2 separate regions of the Danio rerio genome follow, and region 2 is linked to region 1. Evidence: chromatin contacts called from public Hi-C data. All regions are on one chromosome and are shown on one strand. Each heading gives the region's core, a stretch centred on a gene start, on an enhancer-like site or on the middle of the called end of the contact. The rest is flanking DNA. Distances are from core to core; before and after follow the strand shown.

Evidence for each region. Hi-C and Micro-C count contacts between places; a contact is called where the count stands out from the background.
Region 2: a Hi-C map of hematopoietic stem cells shows a contact between it and region 1, with 4 times the contacts expected there. The contact joins two enhancer-like sites. A contact is called at or near these places in 7 of 18 Hi-C or Micro-C datasets (caudal fin, embryo, hematopoietic stem cells and 1 more) and 2 of 4 datasets of contacts at active chromatin or transcription factors (caudal fin and gastrula embryo).

Annotation. Positions count from the first base shown.
Region 1 is chr3:40,816,912-40,824,793 of GRCz12tu, reverse strand. No RefSeq gene overlaps it. Among named protein-coding and RNA genes, the nearest start is that of grifin, 24 kb to the right of the region's middle. Within about 2 kb of position 3,458, at least 21 of the 62 cell types and tissues checked have an H3K27ac peak or open chromatin away from gene starts, as enhancers often do.
Region 2 is chr3:40,968,884-40,976,765 of GRCz12tu, reverse strand. It overlaps LOC141381264 (a long non-coding RNA gene), which reads left to right. Exons shown (of 4, transcript XR_012401171.1): 2 at 82-344. Among named protein-coding and RNA genes, the nearest start is that of lfng, 32 kb to the right of the region's middle. Within about 2 kb of position 3,240, at least 5 of the 62 cell types and tissues checked have an H3K27ac peak or open chromatin away from gene starts, as enhancers often do.

The sequences.
Region 1 (7,882 bases), core at 2,209-4,708:
GGCTGTTTATGGCTTCTCATAAAGCCATGGAAATTAAAGTGGATATGTGATATGTTTTACACTGTGACTTTCTCCTGCTGTTTTATGCTGTTATTTAGTACATATTGTTTAGAGTCCAGTGAAAAATAATTCTATGAAATATAAACGGAGGTTTGTCTAGCTATAGGTAAAAACGTCTGCATCTAAGATGTGGGCTGCCTAAGTAAGCTAATTTGTAAATGTTTTGACCTATATAAATAAATAGTAACACTTTATTTTGATGATCCCCCTGTCTGTTGACCATAAGCTACTTTAGCAAGTTCATATATGGTTACTCTCATCTGGGTAGAATCTTTAGATGGTCTTTTTAATGTTGTTAGGCAGTCATTGCAATGCCTATAATGTAAGTTTAAGTGTAAGTTACGGTGTAGACCGTACTGCAGACGGCCTGTTGGAACCCACATGGACCCAAGAGTCTCACAGAAATCAGTCAAGTTTAGTGAAGGAAAAATCATGGTTTATGGTTACATTCATTGGGGCATGCAAGAGATCTACAGAGTGGATGGCAACATCACCAGCCTGAGGTATCAAGACATTTGTGCTGCCCATTACGTTACGAACCACAGGAGAGGGCAAATTCTTCAGCAGGATAGCGCTTCTTCTCATAGACTCCACATCAAAGTTCCTGAAAGCAAAGAAGGTCAAGGTGCTTCAGGATTGGCCAGCCAAGTCACCAGACATGAACATTATTGAGCATGTCTGGGGTAAGATGATGAAGGAGGTATTGAAGATGAATCCAAAGACTCTTGATGAACTCTGGGAGTCCTGCAAGAATGCTTTCTTTGCCATTACAGGTGACTTTATTATTAAGGTATTTGAGTAATTGCAGAGATGTATGGATGCAGTCGCCCAAACTCCATTAATTCCTTTTCTACTGCACCATGACTGTATTTTCTTTAGAAAATTGCTATGACATTTTTGTCTCAGCAAAGTCTGAGCTTATTGTCCTAAATAAATAATAAAAAATCAAGGCATGATCATGTTTTATTTTGTTAAAATAAGCATAATCTAGAGGCCTTTGTCTTTCATATAAGCCACTTCTGATTCCAAAGTTATTATTTGTTGTTCCTAAAACTTGGATAAGTGACAAGACGTTTGTCAGGTAGTGTATAATAAAGATAAAAAAATACAGTAATTACAGAAATTAATTATAGATAATTGCATGCATGTATTTAATCAGGTATAAGATCAATGTAAAATGTGTAATCACAAAATAAGTACATTGTAACAAAGGATTTATTTCAGTGTAAGTGCCTATTAGTTAAGGGCTCTTAATATAAAGTGCATTTTAAAAAACAACTTTTTGAAAGTAAATTAATTAAACTTCTGTTCTGTAAAGTGTTACCAATTTAGGTTCTAGATGTTTATGTAATGTAATGTAATGTAATGTGTATTTATATAACACATTTATTGTGTATGGCCATACATCCAAAGCGCTTCACAATCATGAGGGGGGTCTCTCCACACCACCACCAGTGTGCAGCTTCCACTTGGATGATGCAACGGCAGCCACAGGACAACGGTTAACCACACGGTAACCACACACCAACTATTGGGGGAATGGAGAGACAGTGATAAAGTCAATTCAGAGAACGGGGATGATTGGGAGACCATGATCTTTAGGGCTGATTGAGGGTTACACCCCTTCTATTTACGAGAAGTGCCATGGGATTTTTAATAATCACAGAGAGTAAGGACGTCTCATCCGAAAGACAGCACCCACTGACAGTATAGTGTCCCCTTCACTATTTACTGGGGCATTAGGACTAACACTAACCGCAAGTTGAGTGCCCCCTGCTGGCCTCTCTAACACTATTTCCAACAGCAACCTAGCTTTCCCATGTGGTCTCCCATCCAGGTACTGACCAGGCTCAGCCCTGCTTAGCTTCAGTAAGTAACCAATCTTGGGCTGCAGGGCGATATTGCTGTGGCCATATTAATAGTGTGGCTGAATGTGGCTGTTTAATAGTGTATTAGTAGACATGCAAAATATTGTTTTTAATTTATTTTAATATGTTGTAGATGCTGAAATGATTGCCTAAGAACATCAAAAGGAAATCTATAGACACTACGCAGATGAGAGTTAGCAGATTTGAACTTGTAAATTAACTTACGGTCAGCAGACTATCTATAGGAGGACCATCAAAATAAAATGTGAGCAAACAAATAATATCAAATACAGAAATAAAGCATTCCATATCGTTTGTTATCCCAAATTGTTATTTTTCTTTTTTGCAGAGCTGCCAAAAAATAATTTTGGGTTTCAAAAATAGTCTTTTCTTTAAAGTTTTTCTTATAAGTTTTATTTATGGAGAAAATTATAAAGTACAGCAGTGTTTGGGTGTTTTGTGCAAAATGTTTATATTCCATACAATGTATGAAGCGGATTGGTCAGTTCTTGTCACGAAACTTGCGGTGCACTCACAGCATTCTGAAAAGAGATGCTTTCAACTAGGTGCGCCTAGAAAAGTGCTCCCAATATGCATGCACAAGCCGCACGCCTCTATTGGAAATAACAAACTTGTGCGTAGAAAAGACGTAATATGTTAACGACCGCTATAAGGTTGCCATCATTTGCAATCTCCAGCAGTTGATCTTATTGCACAGACATACTGGGTTTACCTGATTTGTTGACAAGAGGGTTGCAGATCCATTCCTTGGCAGTTCGTTGGTCCTTCACTAGGCCTTTTCCCTCAGCAAATAAACTTTTCAGACATCTGTTTCTTACTCAGTTTGCTAGTTTGTGGTTTAAATGTTGACGCTCAAGTGACTGAGATATAACCGAGAGAATATGGTAGTTTTTCAAAACAAAAGATTTTTTCAAATTAAAAGATTATTCAGACTTGGGTAATAAATAAAACAGAAATAAATAATACTTTCTTGTGCAGTCCGGTACCATTTGGCCAAGTGGTTGGGGACCACTGCTTTAAAGAACCCTTTGTGGAATGAAAAATTTCCTGTGAAAGATTCTACATGAAACCATCTGTTCCAATATTGTAGCTTAATTTTTAAGTGAAGATTTGAGTCTGAATTCTTTCATGGAAAACAAAAACATTTGTTTTTGGTCACTTTTCATTTTAAATATACAATAATAAAATAAGTTTGTAATGTAAATGATGACTCAAATTTCATACTTGAGACTACTTCCCCTTTGATTTCTTTTCTAAGTGTCATTGCTGTCAGCTTGAACAGTTGTCCCGCCAGCTTTTCTGTGGTTTAATCATGTGAACAGTTACTGCTTTATGCTTGTGAGGTTGTTCCTGAGGGCTTAGTTCCTCATCAAAGCGTCTGCGTTTGATCAGATCTGTGGTCATAAGACTCAGCACAGCTGAAGGAATGTGTTTCTGTAGGGGGTCTCCCCTGGGATGCCGATCATCTGTGAGGGGCAGCATGCCACATGCGCTGCTCACAGACAAACAAACACACACTGGCCCTCCTCTCCTCTGCCCCGTGATTTGAGAGAAGTCAAGAGAGCATGACCTGCTGAGGGTCAGGGGCAGTGTCTACATAAACAGTAGCTGAGCGGCATGCTGCCCTTTTACTGGGCATAGCTCAGACAATAGAGATAACAATTAATGTATTAATCGTACATCATGCTGAAGTTAAATTGAGAATTTTGCTTAAAAAGCAAACCCATCAACACTTAAGAAGTTGGTAAATTGGAACTGGAGCTTAAGTTTTTTTGCCTACACATTTTGCCATATCTTTATTCATTCATTTTCTTTTTCGGATTAGTCCCTTTGTTAATCAGGGGTTGCCAGAGCAGAATGAACTGCCAACTTATCCAGCATATGTTTTACACAGCGGATGCCCTTCCAGCTGCAATCTAATCACTGGGGAACACCCATACACACTCATTCACACTTATACACTACAGACAATTTTGCTTATTCAATTCACAATTATACCACATGTCTTTTCACTTGTGGGGGAAAGCGATGCACCTGGACGAAACCCATGCAAACACAGGAAGAACATGCAAGCCCCACACAGAAATGCCAACTGACCCAGCCGAGGCTCGAACCAGTGACCTTCTTGCTGTGAGGCGATCGTGCTACCCAATGCACCCTAGTGATGCTCTTCAACCAATCTCACCTCACAAATTCAATTTGACATCAACCTTGATCTTTTTTGACATGCTTAAAAATTATCAGGAGCTCATGAGCCACTTGACTCGTAAAACAAAATCCCACAGGGTACAAGCAACAAACATATGCATAATTCAATTCAATTCATTCAATTCAAGTTTATTTGTACAACGTTTTTCACAATAATTATTGTTTCAAAGTAGCTTCACAAAAGATGCACATTATTGCTTTACAATAAAATGTGGAAATGTTAAGGTTATAACTTACTATAGCTTTAATAATAACTCATAAAATCACTAAAAACACTAAAAACTGAACTACACTGTTCCAGTTACTATGACCATTTATGTGAAGCTGCTTTGACACAATCTACATTGTAAAAGCGCTATACAAATAAAGCTGAATTGAATTGAATTGTATCATAATTAGGGCCAGACAGAATCTGTTAACATTTTTTTGCTATTTCTACAGAGAATAAATAAATAAATAAATAAAATTTTAAAAAAATAAAAAAATCTGTGGATTTATGCCGAATGGTTTTGGGGTATCACAACTAAAAGCCTAAAATATGAAAAAGATAATACAAAAAAAATACAATTTTAACTTTTGATAATAATAATAATTATTAAAATAATAATAATTATTAGTAGTAGTAGTATTATTATTATCATTAACGTTTATAATGCAAAGCCAATTAGATTCACTTATTTAATTAAAAAGAGCAAGTCTCTCATACAATACTGTATATCTACTAAATGAAAATTAACAGAACAGAAAAAGTTACTTTACAGGTTGTATTGTAAATAAATCAAATAAACATTTTTGTATTATTCAATAATATGACTAAAATTAATTTAAAAACTGAACAAATATAAATTGAAAAACATTTACACAAGTAAATAGACTCAATAATGGGCTAAAAATCTGTAGAAATCTGCGGATGTTTGCGCACGCAGATTCCGTGTGGGCCTACTAATAACCTTTAACTAATGAACTAGTAACTAACAGCTTTTAACAGTTAAAGTTTTATATAAACTTAGTAAACCTCCAGGAATATAGTATATAGGAGATGTCTATGTGTGCATGGTCAATGAAGTGTATCAAGTGTGTGTGTGTTCAAAAAATCATGAAGCTCATAAAACAGAAAAGTAAATGTGTGTGCTCATCTTCACTCATCTTAAACATTTTCTAAAACCCAAGTATTTGAGCAATGCCATCTCCCTTATTTTTAAGTCAACATGGTTTCACATTTGCATTTGATTTTATTTCTCCATCAGGCTTTTAGAGAAATATCTGACAAACATGAGTTCAATAGATCTAAAAGCTCTTTGAAAATCATTTTAGCAGCTCTGGGTTTTCTCTGCATGTTGTGAGAGGAGATGTTTTTCATTCTCAATATTTTCCCAACAGCAAAACACAAACAGATCAGAGGAACAGAAGGCCAATGAGCCAGTCAGATGGCTTCATCCTTTTACTCTGTAGGCACACGTAGTCTTGCCTTTGAGGGTAGAGGCTGAGGCGGGTGAGCCTGTTGCCATGGCTATGAATGTTAGGGTAGAGCAGCTGACAGGTCTTGCATAGTCATGTTCAGACAGCAGCTGGGGCTACTACTGCTAATATGACTCCCATCTGGACTTAGTTACCCTATTGTACTGATGCATCTGTCCATCTGTTGTACATGTATATGCGTGTGAACGTACTTGAGTGAATCTGAGCTTTTAGTCAAAAACAGATCCACGCAAAGGTGTTTTGAATCAGAATTTAGATTGTGATGTTACTTCGGGGAACGCTATTTTTTATAAACAGCATCATGTGCTGTCAACTATTGCATCAGAATAAACTTTACAAAGGAAAACTGTATGATGTGATCCTAATACTGAATATTTTTTATATATATTTAAATATTTTGTAACACTTTTTAGTAACTCTTTATTTTAAAGTGCATTTGTTACACATGTTCCATGTACTTATAGTAATTAAAATTACCTATGCATAATTACATGCAACTAACCCTAAAGCTAAGCCACATTCTAACCCTAATCTTGTAGTAGGTACATGCAACTAATTAAAATTGCTCAGTAGTTTAATGAATGATTACACTGAAATAAGGACACACACGTTCTTGCTGTATGTTGTATGTATTTATTGTTGTAATAACAGTAAATTATACATAATTGCATGCCATAACCCAAAATCAAATGCAATTTCTGGTAACCCTATTATAAATATATGTTGTTAATTATTTTTACGTAGCATTTAAATGTAAAATTGCGAATGTAGAAAAACTATAGCACTGACGCCAAAAAATAAATTGTAATTTCAATTTTTTTAATTAATTCTTTTTATTGTTATTTTATTATTACATTTTATTAGAATTTACAAATGCATTTATTTGATGAATTCTGTTGCCACTTTACAATGCATTTATTAACAGTTGTTAACTACATACTAAAATATTTTTAAATACCTTTAAAGCATTTAGTAATCTTAATTAATGTTCATTTAAATCACTAGTTCATCATTAAATCCGTTAGTATTATGTAATGTTACTGAGATTAAATTAACTAAAATCAAACAATATTAACAAAACATATTAACAAAATTTCAATACTGTAACAGCCATATTATTTACTGAAGTATATACTGTAATACTATGTAAAGAAGCACAGCTTTGTAGAATAATAAAATAAAATATTGACCTATTTTTTTTTTCTGCTAAACACGTTGTTGTATTAAACTGTACTAAAATATTTAAAACAAAAATTAAAAGTATAAATCTGTATTCAATTGTTTTGAGACAAAAATGCTAAGAAAAAATAACTAAGAAATAATAGTCAATTATGGAAAGAATTTGACTGGTAAAAATGAGGTTCTTTAATACTCACGTAAATACATAAAAGGACCATCTGTTGCTTTGTGTTCTAGAAAATGTGGTAAAACAGGAGATCACCCCCACATTTTTTGAGACTGCCCTGAAATTCAAGAATTTTGGAAAATTTTAAAACAGAAATAGATATAGAAATACCCCTCAATCCAGTTGTGTCCTTATTTTTCCAAAGAAATGTTTAATGATGAAACAAGATTTGTACTAAGGATATTATTACATTACACATAAAAAAAATGATAACAGTACATTGGTTGGAAGAAGGTCCTCTAAATATAGTTCAGTGGATTCAGACACTTAAACAGGTCTATGTAATAGAAAAAATTACTTAATGTCTACACGTGAAGACTGATATTTTTTTGAAGAGGTGGAAAAGTATTACAACATAATTAGATATGTACATATAGAGGGGAATTAAACTATCACCAATTTAATCTAAGGAAACTGCAATGTAACAAAATGTAACTTGATGTACAAATGTGTCCCCTGAAAATAATTTTTTTATGGCAGTACTTTTTATTTATTCATTTTGTAGTATTTTTCTTATTTTATTTTAAAACATTTATATTATCATTATTTTTTTTATTATTTATTCCCTCATCTGTAAGGGGTTCACTTGTTGAGGAAGGGGTTCTGAAAAAATACATATTAAAAATCTTAAATAAAATAATAAAAAATAAATAAATAAATAAACCTTAAAAATTTTAATGCAAATGTAAAATATCAAATAAAAAATAAAGGAAAAAAAAACATGCAAAATAAGCAAATCACTACTTCCATACCCATCCTTCACATGGCTCATTCCAACACAGGTGTGATGATTCATGATGCCTTGACTGACACAAAGCAGTGTCCACAAGAGCAGGCTGTT
Region 2 (7,882 bases), core at 1,991-4,490, 150 kb before region 1:
TATGATTAGAATTCTAAAATACGTGGCGCTGCGCGGCGCGCCGCCGAGCGTCGCTTCTGGTGTGCGACCTGCTTAAGACAGCGTTCACTGTCAGGGACTTCGCCTGAGGGGAAAACTTGCGAATTAATTACAATCTAGTTTTCCATCAAGTATTTTAATACAAAACAGTGAGTGAAACAAATTGTTATTCCAGTCGACTGGTGGTCAAATCATACACATCTGCCAGAAATTGTGAGACCCGAGCATACCCTTTTGTCAAAAAAAGTCCAAAAATCGATGTTTAAAATGGCTACCGATTGAGTCTGTGTACTGGAAAAGGAAGGTACTACATTGCATTGTGGGAGGTAAGAAGCTCTGTTTTATTTACTGCTGATCATATACAGTTTAGAAGGTTAGTTTTATAGAGTATTCTGTTATTACAGGAATTATACATATATTAGGCCTACCACTGAAGACTAGGAGTAGATGGGCAGTGGATAGTGCTGTCGCCTCACAATCAGTCTCGGCCGGGTCAGTGGGTATTTGAATTTGAATTTATTTCTTGAATATGATAGCCCCTTAAGATGAATCATCTCATTTTCTAGGGGGTCCCTAAAAAGTAAAACAGAGTACAACACATCATAACGTACATACAACAAAACAAACAAGCAGCACACTCCACCTGAAACACTTTCCACCATCTGAAGCCTAAAAAAAATCAAAAACAAATAATGAAAAATGTAGGCTACAAACAATTTGATATATAAATACATAATAAATGTTTAATTTGGATACAATATTAATAAAATTCGCAAGTTTCCAAAAAAGAACATAAATTAGCCCTGAAAAGACTGTGATTTCATTGATATTCATAGATATTATGGGAACAGAAAAAAAAAATTCTGTTGCATATGGCGAAGCGAATATGATGAGGTAAATGGAACAAAAAAGAGGGAAAACTAATATAAACACATTTAAAAATAAACAAATTTCTGTGTGTTCTCCCCTTGCTCGCATGTTTTCTCCGGTTGCTCAGGTTCCCCCACAGTCCAAAAACATGTGCTATAGGTGAACTGGTTAAACTAAACTGGCCGCAGTGTCTGCCCACATATCAAATGTTTTCTGGCCCAGCTCCAGGCCACACAATAACTTTTCCCTTGGCCCAAGTACCGCAAAGAATGATGGCCCTGAAGTGGCCCATAACTGGATTAAAGACAAGGGCCACACATGGGCCATGACCAGCCTGAATCTCAGCCAATTTATCACCCTTAACTTGCCCTTCACTGGGCCAAAACAGGTTTATCATTGGTACCGATTCTCAGCTATAAGTTTATACTTTAACCAGATCCCCCCAAAAATCGCTACACTGAATAAGGGACTAAACTGAAAAGCAAAGGAATGTTATTGAAGGTATTTTAATGTAGTGCAATTAAATACACTTTTTTTTTAATACTTTGAATTATTTATGTTTTCTGTTTAATTTTGTTAATGTTTTCTTTGTATATTATTTTGTATATATAATTTTCTGCATGCACACATGTTTTATTTAGCTACTTTTAGAAATGTTTTAGTTTAACAAGATAGATAGTTTCCTAGTACTGGTTGCGGCTGGAAGGGCATCTGCTGCCTTAATCATATGCTGGATAAGATGGCGGTTCATTCCTCTGTAGCGATCCCTGATAAAAATAAAGGGAGTAAGCCAAAGGAAAATGAATGAATCAATCAAGATAGATCGATGAATGGATGAATGGATCGATGAATATTACATTAGACATTACCAAAAGCAAACATGTAACAAATCTAACAAAATATTTAAGATAATGGTGCAAATAGTAGTACACCTCCAAATAACATGTTAGGGGAAATATTAAAAACAGTATAAATTACCTAATTACTTTATTATGCAATACTTAATGAAGAGGAAAATTCAAGATAATCATGAAAAATATCGAATTCAGTTGACGTTGTGTAGTTTGTCATTGTGTGTATGTGTAAGTGTTTATAGTTGATGTTTTGATGCTCAAATTGAAAATAATTATACAATATGTTTAATTGCATTACTTAATTGCTTTATTATGCAATACAGAGGAAAAATCTAGAAAACTATTACAAAAATGTTGTTCAAACTGTAGTTTGTCATTGTGTGTGTGTGTGTGTGTGTGTGTGTGTGTGTGTGTGTGTGTGTGTGTGTGTGTGTGTGTGTGTGTGTGTGTGTGTGTGTGTGTGTGTGTGTGCGTGTCTGTGTCTGTGTGTGCATGCGTGCGTGTGTGCGTGCGTGCGTGCATCCAGCCCGAAAAATACAACAATCTAATTGAAACTCCAAGTGTTCTTACAAGAGAGAAGTTAAAGGCCTACAAGTCTTTGGATGCCAACAATTTGGTTCTGTGTGGTCATGTGCAAGAAACAATGTTCCATGATTACCAGATTTTTAATTAGGTTCTCACTCCATTCAGCTCCCTTTTAGCCAAAGACGTCTGTGGTTGGCATTAAAAGCAGTGTGGTGTACGATAAAAGTTACGTTTTCGAATTTGGCATCCTACCGCACAGCATGACATGTTTGCTATTGCAACTGGTCTCTTTTTGCAACCGTGAATCCATGTGAAGTCTTGTGTGATGTCGGTTGGTAATTCCTCTATACCGTAGGAATGGTATAACAGAATATTTTGCCAATTTTAACACCCTGACTTTTCCAAATTGTGGTATACTTTGAAAACGGTTATCGTCCCACCCCTAGTGTGTGTGTGTTTACAGTTGATGTTTTGATACTCAAATAGACCAGAGGAATGTGCTGAATGCTGTCTGTGAGCTGACAGGAAAATCGAAAAAAAACAGAGATTTGTTTATGACCTCACTGCTATGACATCAGTCATGGGGGTCAGTGTCCATAGAGGCCACACCATAGAGGCCTTCCTGTCAGCCACCAGACAGCAGCCGCTGTGTTTGTGTGTGGAGGGGAAGAGGGTGGACTTCAGGGAAAACAAAGCAGAAAATAGAGCACACCCTGCCTGTCTCCTCTCATTGTCCATGGAAATGTCAAGCGTTTATTTTTGAGAGCCATGGTAGACGGTGTCACAAACTCAGGCATCAAAGAAACGAATTAGCTTAGCGTTGCCCTATTGAAAAGCTGGCGTACGTGTTCTGGCACTCGTCTTCAGTCTAATAGAAAATGCCACCGTTTTTTCCTGTAACAGGGATGGCAAATGGAATTCCGCACAGTCTAATTATGCTGGAAATTGAGTTAGGCCTCTATTGTGGGTCTGCAGGAATGCAGTGCGAGTGCACTGAAGTGGTTAAGTGAATGGGAACAGGGGTGATGCCAGGCTCCTGTGAATACCCCCCTAGCAGATTTTCCTTTATTAGAAAGGGCATCATGCCAGCACATTTAGTGTGGCTTCCTCTCACTTCACACTTGACGTGGCCTTTTATCTGTGGACAAACCAGTCTTTCTGATCATAGGTGAGATTTCTGGAGGGGGTTTACTAGAAAGCCATCTGCTAGAAAAATGCTTTCTGTTACTCTGGAAACTTTTGGGGGTTTCCTTGTCAGGTGGTAATTCAGTTGTGCTGTCAAAGGGGCGAATTCTATGATTGTAAAATAAAGAGTGCTGTTGTTTACTAAACGATTTAAAAAAATAATGTTGATAGAAATTAAGAGAGTATGGAATAAAGCTAAATACTGAAACGTCAAAATGAAAAGTAAAAGTTACATACCATTATTCATATAAATATTTCTAGAACAGGGGTGCCCAAATGTTTTCATATTGAGGGCCAAAAAACGAGTATCATTATGAGTTGTGGGCCGAAGCTAAATATATTATAATTTAGTGTTGTTACTTGACACACCGCAGCCACAATAGCGCTGTATGACAGATGCCTTTTATTATGCTTTTCCAGTTTAATAAAAAATATTCACACGCTTGCTCATCATGTCAAAACAAAAACTTGCTGTATGTGAGTGTTTTTTGTTGTTTAAAAGACGTATAAATGATTTTGATAGGGATCTATGACGTGAGATGGGCATCCCCATGTTTACTTGCGGCTGCGCGCATGCGTCATTCATAAAAGCAGAACGCAGCATTCAGCACGTAAATTCATCAGTTACTCCCAAAATGCATGAAAGCAAGCAGCTGGCCAGCTGGGAGAAGAATAAATTGAACTTAATTGCAACATGTATCTTCCATAGACTTTTTTGTGTGTTTTACAAACTCAAAATATATTGTTTTACTAGTACTTGTGTGTATTTACATATCTAAAACATAAAATAAGCATTGGGTGGTTAAAAACACTGCCTAATTGTGATAATATGGCACGTCTTTCTCTGGCTCAAGCACCAGCCAAGGCACCAAAGCACAGTTTGAATTTTTTACTTCATGCTTGTCAAGCGGAATAACAAGTAAACACCAGCATCAGGGACGTTACGTTACTCACTTCAAAACGGAACAAAAGCAGGAGTCTGTAGTGGTTTACTCTGCTGTTGTTCCATTCCCCGCCATGTATCTTTCCTCTAACCAACGTTACCTCGGCTTGTTTTTTTGCTCCGTCCCGTCGATAAGGCACCGAACTCTGCTGGCATCAGTGCGCGAAAAAGAGTGCATTCACTTTACCCCATGCTCAACTAAGTTGTTTATATATTCAAATGTCTCTGCATTGTGTGACACAGCGAAACGACTATAGAAATTTGTTGCCAACGCTTTTAGTGAATGATTTTAATCGATTTAATTGATTTGTTGTTGCAGCCCTACTTTTAATAATCAAACAATCAAACAAAATGTTACATTAGATTGGAAATGACAATCTCTGAACCATCCCTATCATCCTTCCTCTCTTCTCAGATGGGATGATGGACCAAATGAGAGGTTACTATGGGCCAATGGGCCCTATATTTGGGCATCTCTGTTCTAGAGTAACACCGAACATACTTTTAATACACCAGGTAACCAATAAAAAACTTCATAACTCTTGAACTTGAAATCTTAGTCACTGCAACGAGTAGAAAATAAAGTAATCTTAAAGTTATACTTTTTTTATGAATTGAACTCTACAACTAAAAAAAAACAACAACATTTGTCCATTTTAAAATGGTAAGCATCTAGACTGGTCGAGCATGGTATCTGTGCATGCATGTGTATGGTTTTAATTACTTTATTTTGATCCTATTATAACAAAATAGACAGGATCATACTTCTATACGTGTTCATAGAGGATCTGTGCAGATCAATCCCTGTTTTATTCATCATGTGTAGATTTGAATAATTCATTCATTTATTCATTTTCCTTCAGCTTAGTCCCTTTATTTATCAAGAGTCACCACAGCGGAATGTACCGCCACCTTATCCAGGATATGTTTTACACAGTGGATGCCCTTTCTGCTGCAACCCATTACTAGAAAACACCTATACACTCACACATTCACACACATACTCTATGGCCTGTTTATCTTATCCAATTCACCCATAGTCTTTGGACTGTGGGGGAAAACGGAGCATGCAAACACAGGCAGAACATGCAAACTTCACACAGAAATGCCAACTGACCATGCCAACTGACTGAGTGTCTCATAGATAAATTCTCCAACACATTCTCATTTGAAATTTATGTTTTAGCCTACATTTTTTTTGAGAAACCTCAAAAACATACTTAAACATATATTTTACTGTAGTTTTTAGGTAAATTAAATGTTACAGAGTGGCATGCTAACAACTTTTGTGTATTTTCATGCTAATGATATTTACAGGGACATATTATCAGCAAATAAAGCACTGTTTTTGTGACCTTTTTTAAAATTCAATTCAATTCAGCTTTATTTGTATAGCGCTTTTACAATGTAGATTGTGTCAAAGCAGCTTCACATAAATGGTCAGAGTAACTGGAACAGTGTGGTTCAGGTTTTAGTGTTTAAGTTCAGTTCAGTTCAGTTTAGCTCAGTTCAGTGTGATTTAATCATTACTGAGAGTTCAAACACTGAAGAGCAAATTCATCGATGCGTAGCTCTACCAATCCTGAACCATGCGAGGCAGTGGCGACAGCGGAGAGGGAAAAAAAAACTTCACCTGATGGGAGTGAAGAAAAAAACCTTGAGAGAACCAGACTCAGTTGGGCACGACCATTTTAATTTCACCGCTGGCCAAAAGTCTTGTGCAGAGCTTCATTCGCCGTGGTTGAGGCTGGAAGATGGCCTCAGCGAAGACTCGTGTTCTCCACTCCCCACGACCATCAGCGCAGCAGCAGCTCAGGATATGGCCTGGTCCCGGATATGTAATCCTTGGGATCATCTCGTCGCTGGTCATGGATCCAATCAGTGACTCCTCATAATCTAAGGACCTCGGGATGAGTATCCCCAGGTGAAAATAGAGAATAAAGAAAATAATTAGCGTAGCTGCTGTTCATAGTGTATATAAACAAGATGCAGAAGCCTGTGTGGAACCCGCTAGGTGATGCATCGAGTGTATGCTTTACTAAACAGATAGGTCTTTAATCTAGTTTTGAACTGGGAGAGTGTGTCTGAGCCTCGGACGTTATCAGGAAGGCTATTCCAGAGTGTAGGAGCCATGAAAGAGAAGGCTCGACCTCCTTTACTTGATTTTGCTATTCTAGATACTACCAGAAGCCCTGAGTTTTGAGATCTTAAAGAGCGAGTTTGTTTGTAGCGAGACAGAAGGTTGGTTAGATAAACAGGAGCTAGATTATTTAGGGCTTTATAGGTGAGAAGTAATATTTTAAATTCAATACAAAACTTAACAGGCAGCCAGTGTAAGGAGGATAAAATTGGGGTGATATGATCATATTTTCTAGACCTGGTCAGAGCTCTGGCTGCTGCATTTTGTACTAATTGAAGTTTGTTAATAGAGGATGCTGGGCAGCCAGCAAATAGAGCATTACAGTAATCCAATCTCGAAGTCATAAAAGCATGGACTAGCTTTTCTGCATCTGAGATGGATAGCATATTTCGTAATTTAGCGATATTTCTCAGATGAAAGAAGGCAGTTTTAGTGACATGGGATATATGGTTTTCAAAAGTTAGATTGCTGTCTAATATGACACCCAGATCTTTTATAGTAAAGCTAAAGCTAAATTTGTATCCCTCTAATTGTAAATTGAGTTGCGAGATCTGCTGTGTGCAAGATTTAGGCCCAATAAGTAATAATTCTGTTTTGTCGGAGTTTAAGAGAAGAAAATTGTTGGTCATCCAGTCTTTAATGTCTTTGATACACTCAGTTAGTTTAGAAAGTTCAGACGTCTCGTCAGGTTTAGTTGAAATATATAATTGAGTATCATCTGCATAGCAGTGAAAGCTAATCCCATGTCTTCTAATAATGTCTCCCAGAGGTAGCATGTAAATTGTAAACAGTAAAGGGCCTAAAACTGATCCTTGAGGCACCCCATACTTTACTGGGCTGACTTGTGAAGGCTGTCCATTAATATTCACAAACTGGTAACGGTCAGTTAAGTATGACTTAAACCATTGTAGAGCCTGTCCCTGGACACCTGTAGACTTTAAGCGATTTATGAGGATATTGTGGTCAATGGTATCAAATGCCGCACTAAGATCGAGTAAAACTAATAGCGAGACGCACCCTCGGTCAGCAGCTAAGAGTAAATCATTGGTTATTTTCACTAAGGCGGTTTCTGTACTGTGGTGAGCCCTGAAACCTGACTGAAACACTTCAAAAATATTGTTCGTCTGCAGAAAAGAGCATAATTGAGTGGAAACAACTTTTTCTAGTATTTTAGACATAAATGGAAGATTTGAAATAGGCCTATAGTTAGCTAGGTTGTTGGTGTCTAGTTGCGGTTTCTTAATAATAGGCTTAATAACAGCTAGCTTGTAAGAGTTTGGAACATGGCCTATAGATAAAGAAGAGTTGATAATGTTAAGAAGAGGTTCTCCTATAGCAGGTAGCAGC